Linked DNA regions of Ovis aries: region 1 is linked to region 2. Evidence: chromatin contacts called from public Hi-C data. All regions are on one chromosome and are shown on one strand. The core of a region is the stretch at or near the end of the contact, and the rest is flanking DNA. Distances in the headings are between cores, read along the strand shown.

Region 1 (5,160 bases), core at 1,229-3,728, 98 kb before region 2:
AAGCAAAAAACATCAGAAGCTGCTATGAAACCTAAGTGGGCTGGGTAAGGGCTGGCCAGAGTATAGGCGGCAAATTATACTGACTGTAGATTCAAATCTAGAATATTGCTTTTCAGATTCTTTGTGTAATTAATTAATATAGAATATTACTTAAGAGAGCCAAGATAGAAAGTAAGGTGACCCTGATTAGAGTTCCCAAGAAGGAAAAAGTAAGAAAAGCCAAAATGAGTTAAAATGAGTTAAAGTCAAAATGAGAAAAGCTGAGAACATCGTGTGAAATTTACCACATTAAGGAATTTTTATGAGGCCTTGAGACAATTCTAAACCACAAAACCAAAAACCTGATCCGTTTCATTGTAGTCACGAATGATCTTGGACAAGTCACTTGTCCCAGCCTCTACTTCCCTCTCTGCATTGAAGAGAATGATTTTTCAGCTGCCTTCCAACTGCAGACTACTTTTCTTTTGTCTGAAATTACGTTTAATACTAATTTACGTAAGGTTGAAGACAATTCTTCACCCATCCTCTTAACTATGAAACAGTGCTGCTCTGTGGTCTATATGTTACCTTCCACTCTTCCTCTGAATATACTGATCTGCCTACCCCAAACAGAGGAGAGCCCCATGACACATTCACAGTAGTGAAAGAGCTGTCAATATTGGCCCAAGATTTAGGGATTTAGTTTTTTCCACTTAAAAATATTTTTGTGAATGTTTAGAGGGAAGAATATGAACATAGTAATCAGAATAACCTGGGTTGGAAACCTATTACCAGCTGACTGAAATAGCAACTGTTCCCTTATCTGGAAAAACAGGACAAATGAAAACCCTTGAAGAATGAAGTGTTACCCAACCCAGCACTCACATCAATACATTCTGAGGTTTCTGTTCCCTTTCTTCTTATTTATGATACGCTAGGGCCTAACTGGAGAAGGCGATGGCACCCCACTCCAGTACTCTTGCCTGGAGAATCCCATGGACAGAGGAGCCTGGTGGGCTGCTGTCCATGGTGTTGCAAGGAGTTGGATATGACTGAACGACTTCCCTTTCATTTTTCACTTTCATGCACTGGAGAAGGAAATGGCAACCCACTCCAGTGCTCTTGCCTGGAGAATCCCAGGGACCGGGGAGCCTGGTGGGCTGCCGTCTATGGGGTCACACAGAGTCGGACACAACTGAAGTGACTTAGCAGTAGCAGTAGGGCCTAACTAGAAAACAGATTTGCTTATTTTTAAGGGTCTTTAAAGAAATCACTGCTAGCTTCCGATAAAATATTTGAACAAAATGGAATGAAATAAGTCTCACAAATAAAAAAACCAGCTCCACCCTGACTGGGTTTCAATACCAAGGGGATTTTAGGCAATAGGGATTAAATCAACATACATCTCCAGGATTCTTCTGCAGAACATTATAAGTGGTCATTTCCTATGTGCAAGATTTCCAGAACGCCGTGGAGAATTAGCCCTCATTTCAAAATATTAGGCTGTAAATACTTCAATATATTAGGCTCTGAAGTCTGAACATAGGCTATGAAGTCTGAATACAGCCAAGGTCTATATTCAGATGGAGAAGGCAATGGCACCCCACTCCAGTACTCTTGCCTGGAAAATCCCATGGGCGGAGGAGCCTGGAAGGGTGCAATCCATGGGGTCACGAAGAGTCGGACACGACTAAGTGACTTCACTTTCACTTTTCACTGTAATGCATTGGAGAAGGAAATGGCAACCCACTCCAATGTTCTTGCCTGGAGAATCCCAGCGACGCGGGAGCCTGGTGGGCTGCTGTCTTATGGGGTCGCACAGAGTCGGACACGACTGAAGAGACTCAGCAGCAGCAGCAGCAGCAGCAGCTATATTCAGAGGGGAAAGGCCGGTTTCTAGACGCCTGGGCGGGGGGCGGGGTTGTCACAATGGGTTTTTTAAAGCTCTTTGAAGGTCCTTTTCCAGAGCCTTCTCCAGAGCCCCTAGCTCCTCCTAGGTGCCAGGACCCTAAGACGTCCCTCGCTGTCCCTTTACTCCATCTGAGCTCTCACCCCCGCCCCATCCAGCTGCTTCTCTTTTTTCATCTTCGCTTTCTCCCATCAGTGGTCAAAATAAGAATAGGAAATTATCTGTTGCTTGGTATAGTGCTCAGAAAGGGTTTTGTTTTTTTTTTGGTCTTTTTAAAAATTAAGATTGAAAAAAAAAAAATTCCTCCCCAGATTCTTCATTTTGCAATGAGTCCGGACATCCGCTGGCTCCCTAGTCCTCCCCCACCAAACTATCTTTACTACTGCAAGGGGATTCGGGTCTGTCGGAGGGCTTGTGAGCCTCCAGCGGAAAGAAAGATGCCCCGGGCGAGGCGGCTCGGGATCCCGGGAGGCGCCAGGAGCACCACCCCGCCGCCCAGTGGGTGAGGGGAGGCGCGGGAGAGGCGGCGGCCCAGGCCCAGCGGGGGAAGCCCGTCCGGGATCCCGGGGCGCGCGGTCAGCGGCCGGACGCGGCGGCGGCGACGGGGACGCGGCGTGGCTGCCGCAGGGGAGCGGCGGCGGCGGCGGCGGCGGCGGCGGGCGCGAGGGGCGGGGCGCACTCCGCAACTTCTGCCGCTGCCTCCCGGGCGCTCTCGGCCGAGCGGCGCGGCGGCTGCGGGCTGCGGACTGCGGTGTGGCCGGCCGAGCCGGGCCCGCCGGCTTGCGAACCCGCGCGTCCCAGGCGTCCGTCGGGTGCTGGAGACGCGTCCTGCAAGTAGTCCCCGGGGCGGCCGCGCTCCCGTGCTGTCCGCTGCGGCTGCGGGACCGGGACGTGCGGAGCCGCGAGGCCGAGCCGGGGCGCCCCCCTGCGGTCGGCGCGGGCCTCATGGCTGGGCCGAGCGGAGCGGAACCGGCGAGGTGAAGCCCCCGGGCCGGCAGCCGCAGCGCTTGGCGGGGGGCGCCGGCTCCATGGGCAGCGGCGCACAGCGGCACGATGATGGACGTTAATAGCAGCGGCCGCCCGGACCTCTACGGGCACCTCCGCTCTTTCTTCCTGCCGGAGGTGGGGCGCGGGCTGCCCGACCTGAGCCCCGACGGCGCCGGCCCGGTCGCGGGCTCCTGGGCGCCGCACCTGCTGCACGGGGTCGTGGAGGTGACGGCTAGCCCCGGGCCCATCCGGGACGCGCCGCGGGACAATACCTCCGGCTGTTGGGAGCAGATCAACTACGGCCGAGCCGAGAAAGTTGTGATCGGCTCCATCCTGACGCTCATCACGCTGCTGACGATCGCCGGCAACTGCCTGGTGGTGATTTCGGTGTGCTTCGTCAAAAAGCTCCGGCAGCCCTCCAACTACCTGATCGTGTCCCTGGCGCTGGCCGACCTTTCGGTGGCCGTGGCGGTCATGCCCTTCGTCAGCGTCACCGACCTTATTGGGGGCGAGTGGATCTTTGGCCGTTTCTTCTGTAACGTCTTTATCGCCATGGACGTCATGTGCTGCACGGCCTCGATCATGACCCTGTGCGTGATCAGCATCGACAGGTAAGGGCCGGCAGCCCTGTGACGGGGTCCGGCAGGGGGTGTGCTGTCAGCTTAGCCCCGCGCGCTCGCCTTTCCTGGTCAGATAAACCAGACTTCACGGCGGGATGAAGGGCTGCGCTTAAACCATCAACCCCCACACGTCAACCTTACACCAACCAAACTACTTCAGTTACAGCTTAGCCTGTATATACCTTTAAAAGAAGAGCTTGAAATGCCCTGGTTTATTGCAGTGAGAATTTTAAGACCAAAGTTAGGAGTATTTTAAGCATTAGCAATTCCACCAGGGGGTCCCTTGGCTTGGTTTTCAGAAGGAAGAAATTTGATCCTCTCTGAGCCTAACAAACCCTTGCTGTGAGCCTGAAAGAATCAGTTCCTTAAGAAACCAGCAGGAGAAAAGCCACCTTGCTTCCCAGATTGTAGGCGCTACGTCCCAAGCCAATAAAAAGACCTAGGGTGGTCCCAGGATTGGGGAGTCTACATGTCTTAACGTTGCTGATTCTGAATCACTTTCTTTTGGAAGTCTGGTTTTGGTGTCTGGCAACGCTGTCTGTATCTACAGGCTTATTGGAGCTGTACTCCCTGTCTGAATGGTTGATTCTAGCATTTCATCATATCCCTTGGGAATCTTCTCTTGAGAACTCCCCCACTGGAGTAATTGAAACAGAGACTGACCATCTGTCAGGGATGCTGAGGAAAAAATCCCTGTCTTGGGTGTCAGATTGGAGTAGGAGAAAGGAATAGGAGACCTGCAAGGTTTCTTCAGACTCTAGCATTGTAAGATTCTGCGATGGAGCTAGCCTTCAGTGCTAGAGATATTGTGCAATTGACAATTTGGAGTATGGGTCTAATGCTCTTTGGAGACAAAATAACTCTTTGCTTCTCTTGAAACTGAAATGTTAAATCCTAATATTCACAGAATTTTGTTAGTGTTCTAAAATCGGCACAGGACTGGTATCCTGTTGTGTTTGATGATACAGAGAAACAGTTGCTTATTTTCTTAGTGGACCTACGGAACCTTTAAATGTGTAGACCTTCCAGCAAAGGAGAAATAATTGGTGCCTCCACATTTTAAAAAAATGTCTCAAAGGATAGTTAGCACAAAACTGAGATTTTCCTTCTTTTCCTCGCTGTAAACACGGCTGTTTTCTCTGTGTGTTTTGTATATATTTGATACGTTCTGCTGTTTTACTGCTTCACCAGGGTTTATAGTTACTGAACGAAGGGGATATTTTTTCAGGGAAAAAAGTGCATTTAGTTAAAGATATAGATTATTAAAAAAATTGATACTGCTATTTTGTGTATTATATTAGGAGTTTCTGATAGCAAATAAGGAATTATTTTTAAGAGTAGAACATGAACTGCCTACGTGAGAATATTAGCTCCAAACTTGACAGTTGAAGTTCTGAATTACTGTAGTTAAGCATGACCACAAATACACATTTATAGTCTGACTGCGGTAACAGGAACTAGGAGAGTGCACTCAATATACGTAGTAAGTATATGCTTGAATTATAAGTGTAAAAATCTGACTGTTCATCCAGCCAAAACTGTGCTTCTTGTATGAATGGAGCCCTTTTCAATGGAGCTTAATGTAATAAAAATAATTTCGACTGCAGGTAATGCATTTATAATCTTTTTTTTCAATTTCACAATTGATAAATCATAAACAAATAG
Region 2 (5,241 bases), core at 1,601-4,100:
TGTCTTTCTAGCACACACATTTCTTGGCCAACCTAGAGACTCTGGGCTGCTCCTTACAATCTCTCCAGGCCTCTTTCCATCCCGCCTCCTCTGGCTGCTTAGATTCTAGTCTCTTTTACTTTTGCCCCAACTCCATCTTCTTGGCTTTATTTTTTCCTCCTATATAATAGTTTTCCTCCTTTCCTGTATAAACAATCTACTAGCTTGTGTATTGCTGCTTCCAAATATTTCCCCATTTTTTTGATCTGCATAATGGGAGGCTCAGGAGTCTGGCAGGCACTCGGGAGTCTTCCTTGGCTAGGGAGTGAATAGAGGGAAAAGGCTATAAATACTTCACTGGTAATTATAATGTACTACCCTAAATTATAGCCTTTGTCACCTTTTCACAAGTATCCAGATACGGATAATATAAAACCAAATGTGATAATGTGATAGAAGCAGGGACTTTTTTTTTTTTTTAAATTTGATGACTTTATTTATGGATTTGCTTTGAATTGCCAAAAAGCTAAATGGCTTTTAAGTGTCACATTTGGATGACTTTTGTTCTTCAACACCATTACTGTGAACAGTATTGAACAGCAATTTCTAAAATACTTCCGTGTAAAAAAATGTCATGATATTGTTTTCAAGAAGCTCTGCCTTCCCTTCTCCCTTCTTCCCAGCAAAAAGACTCTTACAGTCCCTGCCCATTGCAGTTGTAGCGGAGGCCTCTTGAGTTCTTGTCCTGAATGCTGCTCCATGGTGAGTACTGAAGCTTAGGAATTCAGACTGAATCTGCCTTGTCTTTATGGGCAAGGGATCACTTACTAGTGATTAAAAAAAAAAAAGATGAAATGGGTCCTGTTGAAAATTGCGAAGATACATCACGGCTCTTGAAACCCTGGATGTCTGTGGTAGGATGTTGTCTTAAAGACAAAGCCAAACAAAAAGTTGGTTGTTTCATTAATTTTCTTTCCCCTGAGTAGTATTTTCCTCATCATTGGAGCTGAAATTCAGCTCTTTATTTTTATTAAATCATCAATTAGTACTAATAATAACTTGTTCACTTCCTGCTTTGTATTTGCCTACATTTTAACTTTGTAGCGTCTCTTTAAAGTAAGAAAGGGAGGCAATTGACCTCACTTGCTTCTTTCTAATATTTTTGTTTGTTTTCTTAGTAGACAGTTAAATACACACAGCACAAGATAAAATCAAGCAGTATAAACATGTCTACAAGAAAAATAAGCCTCAGGGGGATGTCTTAGGAAGAAAATATCCATGATGAAGGAAATATCATCATGAAGGAGATGATCTTTGGGGTGGGTCTTGAATAAAGAGTAGGATTAAGGGATGGCAGAGGTGGAGGTGGGTTGGGGGCTACTCCAAGAAGAGGGGACAGTATGGACAGAGGGACTTAGAAGTGGACAGAGACACAATAAGACCCTTGGCTGTGTCTTCAGTAGGACCTGGAAGCTGGGTAGATTGGGGTCAACTTGGAGGGCATGTGGGCAAAATGGGTGGGGAGAGGAATGAAGGTTTTTGAGCTGGAGTGAGAAAAGATCTACTGGATAAATAGGAGTTCACAGTAGGAGAAGGGAAACAGGTAGGAGACCAACATAAAAGTGATGAGGCCTGCCCGAGGAAGGTGGGCATCCAGACTGGGAAAGAGACCCAGGATGTCTGGACATTTGGAAACTAACAGGTAGGTTGTGAGGAAAGGGGAGCTTCAGAGATGGTGCTGGAGCCTGAGGGATTCAGTAAAGCTCATGAGCCGCTGTGAGCCTCAGAGGAACTGCAGTCTCCCCTGTACGGAGAAGAGGCAGAGGCCCTGGGGCAAGAGTAAGTGTAGAGCCCTGGGGGAGGGGGACACAGCCTCTTCTCAGTGCCTTTTCCTAGCTACCCAGCAGCCTGGATCCGTGGGTCAAAGCCAGAGCATGGTGCTTCCCCTCAGGCACCGTGGTGGGGGTGAGGAACAAATTGAGAGTTGGTGTCTTATGGAGAAACTGATCCTGTCACCAGGGAGACTCCTCAAGTCTTGACAGCCACGTGGGGAGGTACTTTCAATGGGATGGGGAGGCAGAGGCCCCAAACCCTCTGAGACCCAGCTCTCAAGCACAGAGATGTAGTTTGGTAAGTTGAGACGTCCTGTGAAGGTACTGAGTTAGAGGCGTTTAGAGGGATTTGCCTCTGCACTAAGGAGAAAGGGACTTTTCTGCAGCTGTTGGCTAAGACTTCTCCTGACTCATGCCATTTCTGTGAATCTGGGAGGAAGGAAGCTAGGAAGGAGGGGCTTCTGAGTCTCTGCACAGATGGTTTACTGTAATGCACCCTTCTAAGTTTGAAGAGGAGGACACTTCCCATTGTAGATATCGTTATTCTTTTCAGGCACAGCAAGTGCAGTAGTATTTTGAAAGGATTATTGAGAATAGAGCCATTTGGGGCTATATTATAAAAGTGAACTTCTAAATGGGTTATCTGGAGCTGATTTGCAAATATATTAAGGCCTCTGCAACTTGCAGATGTTACGAAATATATGACAAGAGTCATAGCAATTTTTCTTCCCCCTTAGAAGCTCATATCCCCTTAGAAACCACAAATAATTCAAATTATCAAATGCTGTAAGAATTAAATCCACCCACCACAAAACTCACAATTACAGTTCTGCTAAATCATTTTCTTGCATCCTCTTTCTCTCTCTCTCTCTCTCTCTCTCTGTAGACAAAACTGTGACTACTGTAGAAAAAAAGTCATGATTCATGATCAAAAGCAGAATAATGGAGATGAAATAAACAAGGCAAGACAGAGGTGGAAACAGAATGCGATCATTTGCCGAGACTTCGGAATGGAATGCGGCGTCTGTCCTTTCTTGGGATGGCTAAGACATGACCAGCAGAGTATGTCCACTGTTGAGAGTATGTCGTGAGAGGGATGGTAGCCTCTCCTTGTTTTCTGTGGATCCGTGCTACTGTATGCACGTGAAAATGGCCTGATCGGCTCAGCTGCAAGTGCACACACAGAACTGAGTTCCAGAAAGAACACAGTTTCTGGTGCTTTGCTTCTGTTCAAGTCTGTGCAAGTGAAGAAGTTCCAGTGCACACTTCCCATGCTTTTGAGTCTAGGCCTTGTGGTGAATATTCAGGAATCATTCATGAGACAGATGTATTTTGCTGTGGGACAGAGGGTGTTTTCCTCGGCCCACTGCGGTAAGCCTAGTGATGAATACATTGCATGTCCACATTAGAAAACAGAACCCAGTCATCAGCTACTACAAATGATCTCCCAGAGCAGTGTCCGTTCAAAGCTTCTGTCAAACAGTTTGGCTTTTTTGCAGGGTCCTTGTGATGTCCCCACCAGCCTCCTTTCTTTTTTAACTCGCTTCTCGTTCTGGAGTAACTCAGGAACAGAGCTCAGGATGGAGAGAATTTTAAAACCTGAATAAAGCTTTTTTTTTTTTTTTTTTTATCACGCTCGCTCACTCTTCTCCTGGGGGCTTCTGAGAGGGGAGGGGCATTCCTCCTGTGAGGAGTTTTCCCTGGATGGAGAGCGAGGGCTGCCTTCCTGCCCTGGACATGAACATGATGGTTGGCACAGAACTTGTGACTGTTCTTTACACCTGGGTGCTGTGGGCCTGCGGGCTGGCTCCTAATTCTGAGGTTTGGGGGGGAAAGGATGGTAACAATGGGGTTTCCATGCCAGGCTGTGATGCTTTTGGAGATGGAGTGTCCTTGTGCTAATTCTCATTGAGCAGCGTTGTATGTGTGCCCCAGCGGTCACCTGGGGCAGTGCTGGGAAGCCTCTGTAGTACCATTCTGTTCCTTCTAGAGGGTTGGTATTTGTGTTCTCTGTATCTGAAATCACATGTGTGCCTGGTCAATTCTGTTCTTCTCCCGTGTCCCTCCCTAAAGTGGGTAGATATTCAGGGCAGGTCAGGACATGGAAAAGTTCACTTTGTACTTGGTATTTTTTTTTTTAATGGTTCTATGTAATAATGAGTTAGGGAGACAGAAAATAGATCAGAGAAGAGTACCTCTAAGGGGACAAAATGAATGGAAACCTTCATTTGACAAGAGAGAATGGAAAGAGAATATTGTTTCCCTGCAATACGTGTAGCTGTTTTCTCACAGGATAATGTGGAATTCCAGCACGGATGGCAGATTTCTCCCAACTTTCACTGACTTCGCTTCTTATCACACACAAGGAAAGGTCTGCCTCTCTGAAAGGGGAGGTGGGCACTGTCCTTTCTGATAAAGCTTGTACCAATTCCTGAACCGCGGATTTGCTGAAGTAACTGTATATACTTATATCCATAATTTAAATGATTCGTTCTGGTCAGGTAAATGTTGTTAAATTTGAAAATGTTTTATTACATTACATCAAATAAAGTTTATTTGTAGCTGTAATAAAGCAACTTAAATAATGACTTTTAATTGATGGTCTGATGTTACAAATGTCACTTTGCATAGACTAACAATGGCAAACTTTATATATTTGCTGCAGTCCTCACAGGTAGCTAAGAGAGTTCTGTAATTAATTGCATCCATTTTGTAACTTTTTAAAAATAGTGACTGTTCATTCCTTGATTTGATTAATAAGCATTTGTTAGGTTCTTGCTGCATTCAGCACTGTGGACACTGAGGGAACCGGGATGGTAAAGCAAGTCCTCACTTTTGAGGAATTTACATCAGAAGGGACACTTTTCTCAGCCTGTCACCATATAGTATAGTAAGCACAGTAGAGATTTTTAAGGAGTGACATGTTTCTTCCCTGTAGTTTAAGGCAGGGCCTTATGGTTAGTTGGATTGATTCAGGTTTTCATATGTGTGTGTGTGTGTTTTTTTTTATTAGGACCTTAGTTATTAAAGTTGGTTCTTTATCATGCCTGACTTGAACCCCTTGACCCTTGAACTCTCTGCCTCATTCTGGTTAGAGTGGCTGGCACTGGATACTGTACTTTCCATGCCTAGCAGCCAAAGGAAAAGAAAAAGTAGAAGCTGGGAGAGAATGAGAAAAAATGTCAAACAATTTATACTATTTCACCTATGATGTAATTTGTACCAAAGGTACAGCTTTTAACTAAGAATTGGGAAAATCACTTAAAAATTTTATATGTATTTTTGGACTATTCAGCAACAGTGACCATTATAACTAATCTATCTTCTGACTCTAGGTTATCAGTTATTTTCTGGTAAGACCGAATATTGGGAAATGATACTTGAGAAGTAGCGTACTTGTGAGAGCTAACTTGGTGACTGTTGCCTTAGT

Evidence for each region. A called contact is a pair of places that touch in the nucleus more often than the background predicts.
Region 1: a Hi-C map of mixed tissues shows a contact between it and region 2, with 3 times the contacts expected there. The contact joins the promoter of HTR7 here to the enhancer-like site in region 2. A contact is called at or near these places in 9 of 16 Hi-C or Micro-C datasets (blood, hypothalamus, mixed tissues and 5 more).

The regions. Positions count from the first base shown.
Region 1 is chr22:12,302,403-12,307,562 of ARS-UI_Ramb_v3.0, reverse strand. HTR7 (5-hydroxytryptamine receptor 7) reads left to right here and starts at 2,478. Exons shown (of 5, transcript XR_009598031.1): 1 at 2,478-3,486.
Region 2 is chr22:12,204,965-12,210,205 of ARS-UI_Ramb_v3.0, reverse strand. HTR7 (5-hydroxytryptamine receptor 7) reads left to right here. Exons shown (of 5, transcript XR_009598031.1): 4 at 663-741; 5 at 2,698-5,241. Among named protein-coding and RNA genes, the nearest start is that of HTR7, 98 kb to the left of the region's middle. Within about 2 kb of position 2,850, at least 4 of the 54 cell types and tissues checked have an H3K27ac peak or open chromatin away from gene starts, as enhancers often do.